3 separate regions of the Mus musculus genome follow, and regions 1 and 3 are each linked to region 2. The links are chromatin contacts, called in public Hi-C and HiChIP or PLAC-seq maps. All regions are on one chromosome and are shown on one strand. The core of a region is the stretch at or near the end of the contact, and the rest is flanking DNA. Distances in the headings are between cores, read along the strand shown.

Region 1 (4,148 bases), core at 827-3,326, 290 kb before region 2:
CTTCATTTGATATCAGATATTTATGCTACAATTAACAACAGTAGCAAAATTATAGTTACGAAGTAGCAACAAAATAATTTTATAGTTAGGGTCACCACAGCATGAGGAACTGAATTAAAGGATCAGGGCCTTAGGGAGGTTGAGAATCACTGTCCTATGACATAAAGTCTTGTTGTCTATGATAATGAACTTGGGTCTTATTTTAAACATGCTTGGAATATTCTGAAGAATTTTAAGTATGTGATTATTTAAGATGAATTGTCTGTGTGGGAGATTAGCTATAGAGAAGAAAAACAGTGCCAAGAAGACTTCCAAAAAGGTGGAATGATGCCCTTTGAGACATGAACTTGGAGAAAGCCATGGGCAAACAGAAGGTGAGATCGAGGTGGGCTACCAGGGCAAGATGCAATCATTCATCTCCTACAGAAGCTTCCTGTCTCCCCTGCAGATTCCAAGTTGTAGTCTTTCTCCATCCTTCATCTCACTAAATAGTGTCCAAGGAGATAGGACTTAGTTAACAGGAGACATATCTGGTGGTATACCTTGGATGATGTCTGAGGTCATGAGGTTAAAGGGGAACAAAATTCCCTGGTCCAGAGTGGTATCCTTAATGAAGGGCACTACATGGGTCTGGAGGGTGACTCTGTGGATAAAAGGTTTTGTTTTGCAATTAAGGCAAGCTGCATTCTGACTTCCACAACTCGAAAGCCGGCTGTAGCTATATCTGCAACCCCAATTCTGGCAGAATAGGATTCTGCGGGTTCACTGGCCAGCCAGTTTAGTCTCAACAGACAGCTCTAGGTTCAATGGGTACTCTATGTCAAAAAACAAACAAACAAACAAACAAACAAACAAACCAAGATGGAGGGTAGTGAAGAAGACATCTGACGTTGACCTCTGACCTCCACACATGCATGCCTGGGTGAGCACAGCCACACCTAATGCACACGGAAGAAAGTCATTCTCTCTCAATTCCAATCAAGCTAGAGTTGGTCCTACCAGTGCAGCTAGGAATGCTGACTGATCGACTTCCTCTCCTTGACACTGGATAAGTGATGTCTTGCTTTATGCTATTTGGCTTCTGTTATTACAAATAATTAATACCAGATAAATTTGGGCCATGATAAATGCTACAATAATCTATTCAGGGCAAAATACTGAATGCTGTGTGAAACATTAAAAATTGCATTTTTTTTTTCTGCTAAGACTCTGAAACTTCAAAGGCAGCCTGATCATTGTACAGGGAAAAGAGTTTTCTTGGAGCGTGGCCAACAAGACTTTGCCTTATTCAATTGTTTCTGAATTAACCTTACTTAATCATCTCTGATGCCTTTGCACTTGGGCCTCCCTGTAGCACGAAGTGCTTCTTTGACCAGACTGTCCAAAGCGTGCTACAGGAGGTCACGTAAACATAAATTGAAATGGGGTGGCTGTCCTTTGTGGACAACCATTATTTCTGCCGGATTCTGACTGATTTATTGAGAGCCCAGAATTCCAGGCATCCTTCAGAAGATAGCCTTAACTAAACCTGTCAGTATAGAAACTGCAGGATTAAAACCCAGAGTCTAGATTCCCTCAGCACATGGAGAAAATGAGTCTGTGGGAGACACCGACTTACGTGAGGGTCCACTATGAATCAGAGGCAAGGTCAAGGCAAGCAAAAGCCCTGGTCAAGAAAAACCCAGGACGCCCTTGGCAGACTCATGTTTAAAGAGAGACACAAAGACCTCTACCTTTTTCTTTCTACTCCTGGGTCCCGTTGATGAAATCAACACAGAGACAGAATTTAAAATGGCCTTCCTACCAGGAAGTGAGCACATTGGGCTTTGGGGTAAGGAGGATTGCCTGAAAGTCGCCCCCACTTGTGAAGAAATCTCTCCCCCTTTCATGGTTCTTCCCTGAACTCCAGAGTCAGTCAAATGTATTTCTCCCCGGGGTCCTTTAGTCTTTGCTTAATGAGACTGCTGGTTGCCGAGGGTGGGATCGACATTCAGTTCTGCACAGCTTGTATTCATCTTCCTGAGAAAGGACATTGCACAAGAAAGGATTGCCAAGGGCAACCGTGGTGGCATTTCTGAGAGAGCGGTGGCATTCCCCACAGTGAGAGGAAAGGCCGACTGTTCACTGGCGGATGGAGGGTGGTGGAGGCAGGAGGCAGGACTCCCAGAGGAACTATAACGCTCTTACACTACCAGACCTTTGGTTCTTGTTTTGTAACCACCCCGGGGTCTGGTTTGCAGGACACTGGAGCCAAGTTTCGGTTGGAGGGAAATTCGTGGGGAGTAAAAATCGCTGGGTCGCAAGAGAGTTAGAACATCTCAATTGCCTTCACGGACCAAACACTGCCAGCTTCAGACACCCAAATGGATTCGTCATTGAGTCCACGGCCGAGAAACCCAGGTCTTTGACTTGCCCGTAGTAAGGGCCCGAACAATGCTCTTAAAGGCTCAGCATACAGTAACTTGGACTACAACTTGCTGAGCGTGTGGCCTGAAGGCAGGGTAGCTGGCAAGTTGGACGGAGTCAGTCCTCATGCCTCAGACCAGAAGCAAAGAAAATGGACTCCCAGCTCTTTGGCCTGTGTATTGCTCGGGGAGACAGTGGGCAAAGGAGCTGTTGCTCCGTGAGGTTGGCACTTTTGGTGGCTCCGGCTAAGTTCCAGCCATGCTTTGCTCCCTAACTCAGTGCTCCGTCTTTGTCCAAACCCCACATTTTCTCTTGGAAAAGAAAGGCCTCCTAGATGCATATGACAGGGTACGCATTGTTTGGGGTGAGGGCTTTTTTTTTTTTTTTTTTTCTAACCAAGCTGGATCGTTCTTCAGCTTCAAACTTTAAACACAGAGTCACAGTTTACAGAAAAACCCTCCGAATTAGAAAGGAAACCTCACGTTCTGGTTGAGGCCTAATTGACATTCAAAATAAACTGCACGTTTTGAAAGCCTGCGGTTTAATGTGCTTTGACGTCTGTATTCACTACTTGATTGTGGTGACATCATCACGGCCTAATGAACGCATTCATCACTTCCTCCACGAATTTCTCTCGGGCTCCTTTGCAGTCAACCCTGTCCCCCTTTCCTGACCCAGCCTATGCGCCCCCAAAATCTCCAGGCAATGTATATCAGCTTCTCTTCATGTTAGTCTTCATTTTCTAGAGGCTTATCTAAGTAGACTCTTATAGTACATACTCTTTCTCTGCTCTGGTCTCTTCCAATGAGCTTTATGGGTTTCTTGCTTTCAAAAAAGTGGCCCGCTTAGTTGAAGCCGCTGAAATCATTGCTGTAGCGTTGCACATAGCACACCCTTACTATTGTTTTACTATCTGGAGATCTGGAGATGCAGATGTCTTTATGTTCCTATAATAGTGATCTCAGTCTTCTCCATTACATCTCCAGTTTTCCTGAATAAAGAGGGCCGTCAGTATTACTGACTTTTTCAAGCCCAAAAGCTCTTGCCTTCACACATTTTTCCCTTCTGTTTTTCTGTTAATTGACCTTTGTGTGGATATTTACTATTTTCTTTGGTTTCTCTCCCTCCCTCCCTCCCTCCCTCCCTCCCTCCCTCCCTCCCTCCCTCCCTCCCTCCCTCCCTCCCTCCCTCCCTCCTCCTTCCCTCCCTCCCTCCCTCCTCCTTCCCTCCCTCCCTTCCTCCTTCCCTCCCTCCCTCCCTCCCTCCCTCCCTCCCTCCCTCCCTCTCTTCCTCTCTTCCTCTCTTCCTCTCTTCCTCTCTTCCTCTCTTCCTCTCTTCCTCTCTTCCTCTCTTTCTTTCTTTCTTTCTTTCTTTCTTTCTTTCTTTCTTTCTTTCTTTCTTTCTTTCTCCAGTTTCTTAAGATGGGAGTTGAAGTCACTGACTTGAGAACTTTCCACTTTCTGACAGAAGTAGCTACTGATGCATGTCAGAAGAAAAATGGCTCACTTCCCCCTCTGAGACCCTAAAGGTGTGGGTGTTTGTTTCCATCTGTGAGTAAGCAACTGATGCTGGAGGAGACAGGCTGTGTGTGCTCTGAACCAATCCAGTCTGGATCCTTTCTACCTAGTGATGATGTCAGATCCCACCAGCTAAGGGCTCAGTCCCAGGACTGGCCCCACTCCAGATGCCAGTTTCAAGCCCGAGTTTCTAATCCATCAGCTACAAATTAGGATTCCCTGACC
Region 2 (4,190 bases), core at 1,335-3,834:
CTAAATGTGCTCCTCTTAATTCTTATAAAGCACTCTAAAATTCTACTATTGTTTGACCTCTTATCATTCAATTTCTAGCACCTGATAGGATGTTCTACTCAAATAGAATTTTGTGTCCACTGACAACATGTACATTTGAACTGAAGTGACATCATCCTATATAGTAAGCTATAAATAAAGATTTGAAGTTCAGAAGAACGGTATGAGCTAAAGATGTTGGTAATAGCTGAAGTCATTTAAGGCAAAGGGAGCTAATAAGTCTCGGGTCTAATTTACAGTGGACACAGGGTTAGGTATTTATCCATTTCCGTACAACTTTACAAGGTAGCTACTGTTGATAAATAAGACAATCGGCTCAGAAAGGTTAGGCAACCAGTTCAAGGTTCACAAAGTAAATACACAGCAAAGTTGCGATTTGATACAGTCCTTCAAAGCCCAAACTCTTCATTACACAACAGAGAGTGGAGTAGGGGTGGAAAATGACCAGGGAGAAGGCTAGAGGAGACAAGGGCAGGAGCTACATCCAAGAGAAGGGTCTAGAAAGAGGGGGACTGAAAGGAAGAAGGAATGCCATTAGGGACTGCTGGCATGCAGCAACAGAAAGAATGGAGGCACTTCTGCGCTTCACAAACCCCAGTGGTTTAAGAGTTAAATGGGCTCTTCTGAACAGCCACCTGCTCATTTGGTAACTTTGCAAATAGTGGCTAAGTAAGCACAGGAAGGAGATGAAACCCTTGGCAGTTCCCTCAACTGACCGCCCCCAGCCTGCCCTGTTTCCCACCCCCAAAAAAGGTTGGCTGCAAGAATGAACCGATTATTCTGTCCTGAACCTGTATCAGTGGTTCTCCACCTTCTTAACGCTGCAACCCTTTAATACAGTTCCTCATGTTGTGGTGACCCCCAACCATAGTTACTTGGCCATCATTAGGAAGAGAGCACCCTCGGTCTAGCAAACTTTATATGCCCCAGTACAGGGGAAAGCCAGCGCCAAGAAGTGGGAATGGGTGGGTAGGGGATCAGGGCAGGGGGAGGGAGGAGGGTATAGGGGGACTTTTGGGATAGCATTTGAAATGTAAATGAAGAAAATAGCCAATAAAAAATAAAAACAAAACAACAAAAAAAACTTACTCCTAAGTTAAAAAAAAAAGAATAGTGAGAAATTGGTTATGATACCAAAAAAAAAAAAAAAAAAAAGAATTGTAAGTTTGCTACTGTGATGAAACATAATGAACATATCGGATATACATACATCGGATATATGACCCAGAGGTTGAGAACCGCTGAATATATCAGTAAGTGGGAGTTAGGGAACAGGTAAACAACTGGGGTGTAGAAGGCTCTTTCAATCTTTAAAGTTTTAAATGTCCTAGACATGGGAATCTTAAGGACTGAAGTGGAAAACCCAGCAGGGGTTTTCCTGAGAGAATTCAAGACACATCCGAGAGGATGGTGTAATGAAGCAATGTTTTGGAAGAGGCAGAAGAAAGGATCCAAAATAAGATTTGACTAGGATATCCCATTGAGATGTTTCCAGCTAGAAGTGGGAGTCAAAAGTGTAGTTTTCTGTGACGTGAAAGAGAAAACAGGTTCGATATCACAGAGGCATCTGAGTGTCACAAACATGAAATAGCATGCCCGGAATCCAGAGGCCACTTACTGGGAGTGCCAGGATCGCAAAGGAAAGGACGCCACAGCAAGGACCTCAGGGCAGTGGCCACCTACCCTGTCTTATGACTTTCCCTTCATTGTAGCTTTCCCTTTTATTCTTAATCAGCCTACATCTCTATGGTTGTGTAACTGTTCCCACAGACTCAGTAACTTCCCTTGCTCTAGCTTCAAGGACTACCTACCCAACATTCCAAAGTCAGATCAATAATCATCAAACACTGCTCTGAGCTTGCCTACAGGATAAAGTGCAAAACATTTTTAACCCTTCAGTCTGGTCCTACACAGCTTTCCAACCTTATCTCGCGGTCTAGACAGACACACAGGACTAGACAAGACTCCTTCCCTCATTATCCTCCTCCTTTCTCCCTGACAGCACTGCCTCTCTAGGCTGGTGGTCTTTTGGTGGTCACCGGAGCTCGGGCTAATGCTCTGTGATCCTTCTCGGTTAGCTCTAATTCCTCTCTAATAAAGGGCTCGGCATCTTTATTTGCCATCAGGCCCTGCAAAACGAAGCCGTTTGGAGCGAGGTCACCGCCCCCAGCTCTTACTCCAGCGACGGCCACATCAGCCATCCAGCAGACACTGGTTAAAATTTACCCTAGACGAGCATGACCAACTACCCAGAAAGCAAGCAAAAATGAAAGCAACTAGAGGAAGATGCGCAAGAAACTTGCTTTCCCGCCAGGCGCTCAAAACTCCGCCTGCACCCCCAACGCCGCCCAGACCAGTTCCAACTGGATTTCTTCGGGCAGCTCGAAAGCCAAATAGAATTTCGTCCCTTTCCCAGCCCCAGCCAATCCCCGCAGCCCCTCGGGCTCCCAAACCTTCCCGACCTCTGATTAGCTGACAGATCTGGCCCGGGGGCGGGCTTAGAGCGGCCTCCCTGAAAGGGTGAAGAGGGAGGTGGGGCCGGGCCGAGAGGCCACTGCGCAGGCGCCCAAGAAAACGGATAAACAAACAAATAAAACCCACTGCCCGGGGGCCAGCCCGGATCCCCGCCTCCCGGGGCCTCCCGGGGCCTCTCCGCCCTCGCGTGCGTCTGGGCACGTCCCCCCCCCCCCCGGCGCGTTCCACGCACGTCCCCGCACTTAACCTGTGCGCGGCCGGCGCGGTGCTGGCGGCAGGGAGCGCGAGCCTGCACCCGCGGCCCCGCGGATCATGACTTGCTACCGGGGCTTCCTGCTGGGCAGCTGCCGGCGCGTGGCGGGTGGCCGCGCGGCTCTGCGGGGTTCGGGCTCGGGCGCGGACGGCCGGCGGCACTTGGGGCACGGGCAGCCGCGCGAGCTGGCGGGCGGTGGTAGCCCCGCCGACGGCGGCTTCCGCCCCTCGCGGGTGGTGGTGGTGGCGAAAACCACCCGCTACGAGTTCGAGCAGCAGCGGTACCGCTACGCGGAGCTCTCGGAGGAGGACCTGAAGCAGCTGGTGGGTCCTGGCGGGGGACGGCCGGTACTCGGGGTGGGGGTGGGGGGCGACGGGCCACAGGACACCCCCAAAGCCCGACAACCTTCCTCCGATTGCCTGTGGGGCCCCTCGGGCATGGGACTGGGGCGCCCTGAGCCTGCCTTAGAGGGGGCTCCTGGGACCGGGACTTGGGAAGCCACGTGTGTCCTCGCCCCCGCCTCGGTAGCACGGACTCCCATCGCTGAGAAGATGAGGGTTGTTCGCCCTGTTTGTCCTGGGGACCTCTCCCCAGACCACCGGGAGAAAGGAAATTCTCCAGCACAGCCACTGGTGGCGGAGAGAGGGCCGAAGTGCCGCGGTCACACCCCCTTCTCGCCTGGGGACAGAGGCCTGGCCAGGGAAAGCCCTGCTGGATTGTGGTCGCCTGTCCCTTCAGGGTCTCTTACTGCTTGAAAAGCAAGCACCTGGGACAGCGAGGCAGGAAAGCTGACCCGAGATGGGTTTTTGTGTTGGAAGGTCAGAAAAGGAACAAGTATGCCGGCTAATGGGGAGAAGGCATGAACCCTGAAGTAACAGGGCCTCCGCCATACACCGTGTTTGGTGTATTTACTAATAGCGTTGCCAGGTATGCCATGCGTGTGTGTGTGTGGGAAGGATTAAACCCAGAGTTCGAGCTTCCCCATTTTTGAAAAAAAAAATTGATTTTGTGCTACCCAGTAACTTTTGGGAAATGGGCTGTTAGCAATTTATTTAGGAACCCCCCCCCCCACAGTTATGCCTGTAATTGTTGACTCCAGACACCCGAAGGCTTTAGACTGAATTGTATATAAGCATTACTAAGTTATGTACAAGAATAAGTAGGCTGGCTGTTCTAAAATGATGCCCTTACCTTCACATTTTTATTTTAGACACAGGGGAAACAAATTGTAAATCCTTGCCTAGCTGCTGCATCTTGTCAGTATTGTTTGGCAAGTTGACAAGGTAGAAATCAGTGCAAATTTTTCTCTTTCCCCCAAGTGTTTGAAAGTATTTCTAGAAAACATTTGCAGTCTTTAGTAGAGTATCAGCCGTTTGGCTGGCGTAGTTTGTGTAGTTGAGTGAAATGAATGCAATGAAGTGGG
Region 3 (4,170 bases), core at 624-3,123, 260 kb before region 2:
AAACCGTCTAACCAAGGTTGAGAACAGTACTAACCAATCGGGTATAAACACAGTTAAGAGGTAGTTAGCAAGATGCCTGCAAAAACCTTCTTTGATTAATACTAATGATATGATCATGGGCAAGATTTTTAACTGCTTCTGTTTTGATTGTCTCATCTGTACATATTTTATAATTCCAGTTTACAAGCATTACATGTAATATATAATGTGTGTGTGTAGTATTTGTGCATGCTTCCAAAAGAAGCCTTTGCTAATTAATCCATTAGAGATCAAAGACCATTCTTTTTTCTTTTGAATCAATAGTTCTTCTGTATTGAACCAGTTTCCTTTATAAAACATCTTATCGTACTTATTATTTCTTCTATGCATATGTGAGCTTATGTCTGCATTCCATAGTGCATGCGTAGAAATCAGAACTCATGGGAGTGGTTTCTCTCCTTGTATTATATGGTCTCCCCTCAGGAATCAAACTCAAGGCTCCAGGCTTGGTAGCAAGTGTCTTTAACCACTGAGCCTTTTTGCTAACTACTAAATCAATTTTCTTTTTGAAGCATATCTCCCTCCTCCAAGACTGAATACCTTCAGATGGATTTTTTTTTTTTTTTTAAAAAGGTTTTCTTGGGGCTGGTGAGATGGCTCAGTTGGTAAGAGCACCCGACTGCTCTTCCAAAGGTCCGAAGTTCAAATCCCAGCAACCACATGGTGGCTCACAACCATCCGTAATGAGATCTGACTTCTGGAGTGTTTGAAGGCAGCTACAGTGTACTTACATATAATAAAAAAATAAATAAATCTTTAAAAAAAAAAAAAAAAAAGGTTTTCTTTTTTTTTTTTAAAGATTTATTTATTATTATATTAAGTACACTGTAGCTGTCTTCAGACACACCAGAAGAGGGAGTCAGTTCTTGTTACGGATGGTTGTGAGCCACCATGTGGTTACTGGGATTTGAACTCTGGACCTTTGGAAGAGCAGTCGGGTGCTCTTACCCACTGAGCCATCTCGCCAGCCCCAGATGGATCTTTTTAAAGATTTATTTTATGTATATGAATACACTGTAGTGTTTCCAGACACACCAGGAGAGGGCACCAGATCCCTTTACAGACGAGACGGTTGTGAGCTACCATGTGGTTGCTGGGAATTGAACTCAAGTCCTTTGGAAGAGCCATCAGTGCTTTTAACCACTGAGCCATCTCTCCAGCCCTGGATTTTTTGTTATAAAGATTTTCTTCTCCAATATTTATTTCAAGACTTAAAAAAAAAAATGTAGTCCATGTTTTTGTTTGGTTTTGAGACAGTGTCTCTAGCTGTAGCTCATATTGGCCTGCAACTCACTAAGTAGACAAAGCTGGCTTGGAACTCACTAAGTATGCTATAAAGACCTCAGACTTGCAGAAATCTTACCTTAGTCTCTTGAGTGCTGGAATTGTAGACATGAGCACCCTGCTGGCTGAACTTGCAATATTTTGTGAAGTTGTTTCTGTAGTTCAAACACTCTATTCCAAAGAGTGCCTGCTATCAGCGCGCAGAGGAGGCTGTGATGGATAGGACTGTATTTTTGTTTCAGGCCAATGTCTCTCAACTTTCTAGAGAACAACTTAGATAAACTTGCATGCCCCAGTCTACCATATGGTATGATATTCCAGTCTAGCATATATATGGTTGGTATCAGCTGAACACATACTTGACATAAACACTGGACTGAGCTGAACGTCCTTCGTGGCAGCAATCAACGTCATTGATAACCACAGCCTGCTGAAAGATCTGCTCTTGATTCCCCCTGTGAGTAATCAACACTTGGCTGGGTCCACAGCAAGCATCCCGAGGCTGCCAGCCCTTCCAAGAGTCCTGTGATGCAATGCAGGGAGCTGCAGTCAGACAGCAGCGAAAGTCAGGAAGTACAGGATCAATTTACCAGTGGGAACCACAAGAATCCTGGGCAGGCTGAAAGCAATCATGAAAATTACGTTTTGGCAAGGTGACATGGGTCAGCTCTCTTGGCCTCAACGAAGAGCGTTCTGCAAACCATTGTGGCTTTAATCACATTAAACCACTGTGTGGTTATACAATGGCTGGCTTGCAATGTGCTCAAAGTACAGTTTAGATTTATAATCAGTACATGCCTAGTATTTTATGGGAGTGAAGGAGAATTAAAAGACATCGTTTTTTTCACCTACGATCTTAAAATTAAAGACCCAAACCTAAGACCTTCACCTAAGACCTAAAGAATTCATAACCATTAGTTCAAAGTTTACGTACATTGAAACTTTAATTCTTTTTTTTTTTTTTTTAGGTATTTTCTTCATTTACATTTCCAGTGCTATCCCAAAAGTCCCCCATACACCCCACACTCCCCTACCCTCCCACTCGCACTTCCCTATGGCCCTGGCATTCCCCTGTACTGAGGCATATAACGTTTGCATGACCAATGGGCCCCTCTTTCCACTGATGGGTGACTAGGCCATCTGATACATATGCAGCTAGAGTCACACGCTCCGGGGGTACTGGTTAGTTCATATTGTTGTTCCACCTATAGGGTTGCAGATCCCTTTAGCTCCTTGGGTACTTTCTCTAGCTCCTCCATTGGGGGCCCTGTGATCCATCCAATAGCTGACTGTGAGCATCCACTTCTGTGTTTGCTAGGCCCCGGCATAGCCTCACAAGAGACATAAATCAGGGTCCTTTCAGCAAAATCTTGCTAGTGTATGCAATGGTGTCATCGTTTGGAGGCTGATTATGGGATGGATTCCCAGATATGGCAGTCTCTAGATGGTCCATCCTTTTGTCACAGCTCCAAACTTTGTCTCTGTAACTCCTTCCATGGGTGTTTTGTTCCCAATTCTAAGAAGGGGCAAAGTGTCCATACTTTGGTCTTCGTTCTTCTTGAGTTTCATGCGTTTGGCAAATTGTATCTTATATCTTGGGTATCCTAGGTTTCTGGGCTAATATCCACTTATCAGTGAGTACATATTGTGTGAGTTCCTTTGTGATTGGGTTACCTCACTCAGGATGATGCCCTCCAGGTCCATCCATTTGGCTAGGAATTTCATAAATTCATTCTTTTTAATAGCTGAGTAGTACTCCATTGTGTAAATGTACCACATTTTCTGTATCCATTCCTCTGTTGAGGGGCATCTGGGTTCTTTTCAGCTTCTGGCTATTACAAATAAGGCTGCTATGAACATAGTGGAGCATGTGTCCTTCTTACCGGTTAGAACATCTTCTGGATATATGCCCAGGAGAGGTATTGTGGGATCCTCCAGTAGTACAATGTCCAATTTTCTGAGGAATCACCAGACTGATTTCCAGATTGGTTGTACAACTTGCAGTCCCACCAACAATGGAGGAGTGTTCCTCTTTCTCCACATCCTCGCCAGCATCTGCTGTCACCTGAATTTTTGATCTTAGCCATTCTGACTGGTGTGAGATGGAATCTCAGGGTTATTTTGATTTGCATTTCCCTGATGATTAAGGATGTTGAACATTTTTTCAGGTGCTTCTCTGCTATTCGGTATTCCTCAGGTGAGAATTCTTTGTTCAGCTCTGAGTCCCATTTTTTAATGGGGTTATTTGATTTTCTGGAGTCTACCTTCTTGAGTTCTTTATATATATTGGATATTAGTCCCCTATCTGATTTAGGATAGGTAAAGATCCTTTCCCAATCTGTTGGTGGCCTTTTTGTCTTATTGACGGTGTCTTTTGCCTCACAGAAGCTTTGCAGTTTTATGAGGTCCCATTTGTCAATTCACGATCTTGCAGCATAAGCCATTGCTGTTCTATTCAGAAATTTCCCCCCCGTGCCCATATCTTAGAGGCTTTTCCCCACTTTCTCCTCAATAAGTTCCAGTGTCTCTGGTTTTATGTGGAGTTCCTTGATCCACTTAGATTTGACCTTAGTACAAGGAGAAAGGAATGGATCAATTCGTATTCTTCTACATGATAACCACCAGTTGTGCCAGCACCATTTGTTGAAAATGCTGTCTTTTTTCCACTGGATGGTTTTAGCTCCCTTGTCAAAGATCAAGTGACCATAGGTGTGTGGGTTCATTTCTTCAATTCTATTCCATTGGTCTACTTGTCTGTCTACCAGTACCGTGCATTTTTTTTTTAATCACAATTGTTCTATAGTACAGCTTTAGGTCAGGCATGGTGATTCCACCAGAGGTTCTTTT

Evidence for each region. Hi-C and Micro-C count contacts between places; a contact is called where the count stands out from the background. HiChIP or PLAC-seq counts read pairs in DNA pulled down with a chosen protein or histone mark.
Region 1: a contact with region 2 is called in an H3K4me3 HiChIP or PLAC-seq map of stem cell-derived neural progenitor cells, with 21 read pairs. The contact joins the enhancer-like site here to the promoter of Nadk2 in region 2. A contact is called at or near these places in 6 of 39 promoter capture datasets (the 3T3-L1 cell line, 3T3-L1-derived adipocytes, embryonic stem cells and 2 more), 1 of 15 datasets of contacts at CTCF or cohesin (the NIH/3T3 cell line), 4 of 115 datasets of contacts at active chromatin or transcription factors (the NIH/3T3 cell line, astrocytes, fetal liver and 1 more) and 1 of 9 other capture datasets (adipose tissue).
Region 3: a contact with region 2 is called in a Hi-C map of the C3H10T1/2 cell line, with 5 times the contacts expected there. The contact joins the enhancer-like site here to the promoter of Nadk2 in region 2. A contact is called at or near these places in 5 of 39 promoter capture datasets (the 3T3-L1 cell line, 3T3-L1-derived adipocytes, embryonic stem cells and 1 more), 1 of 15 datasets of contacts at CTCF or cohesin (the NIH/3T3 cell line), 1 of 484 Hi-C or Micro-C datasets (the C3H10T1/2 cell line), 1 of 115 datasets of contacts at active chromatin or transcription factors (embryonic stem cells) and 1 of 9 other capture datasets (adipose tissue).

Annotation. Positions count from the first base shown.
Region 1 is chr15:8,779,310-8,783,457 of GRCm38.p6, forward strand. The region is part of intron 2 of Gm31340 (a long non-coding RNA gene); the gene reads left to right. Among named protein-coding and RNA genes, the nearest start is that of Gm31340, 70 kb to the left of the region's middle. Within about 2 kb of position 2,077, at least 39 of the 459 cell types and tissues checked have an H3K27ac peak or open chromatin away from gene starts, as enhancers often do. A contact at or near this core is called in astrocytes, neural stem cells and stem cell-derived neural progenitor cells, where this site is marked.
Region 2 is chr15:9,068,676-9,072,865 of GRCm38.p6, forward strand. Nadk2 (NAD kinase 2, mitochondrial) reads left to right here and starts at 2,585. Exons shown (of 13, transcript NM_001040395.4): 1 at 2,585-3,090. The coding sequence starts at 2,827.
Region 3 is chr15:8,804,663-8,808,832 of GRCm38.p6, forward strand. The region is part of intron 2 of Gm31340 (a long non-coding RNA gene); the gene reads left to right. Among named protein-coding and RNA genes, the nearest start is that of Gm31340, 96 kb to the left of the region's middle. Within about 2 kb of position 1,874, at least 53 of the 459 cell types and tissues checked have an H3K27ac peak or open chromatin away from gene starts, as enhancers often do. A contact at or near this core is called in the C3H10T1/2 cell line, where this site is marked.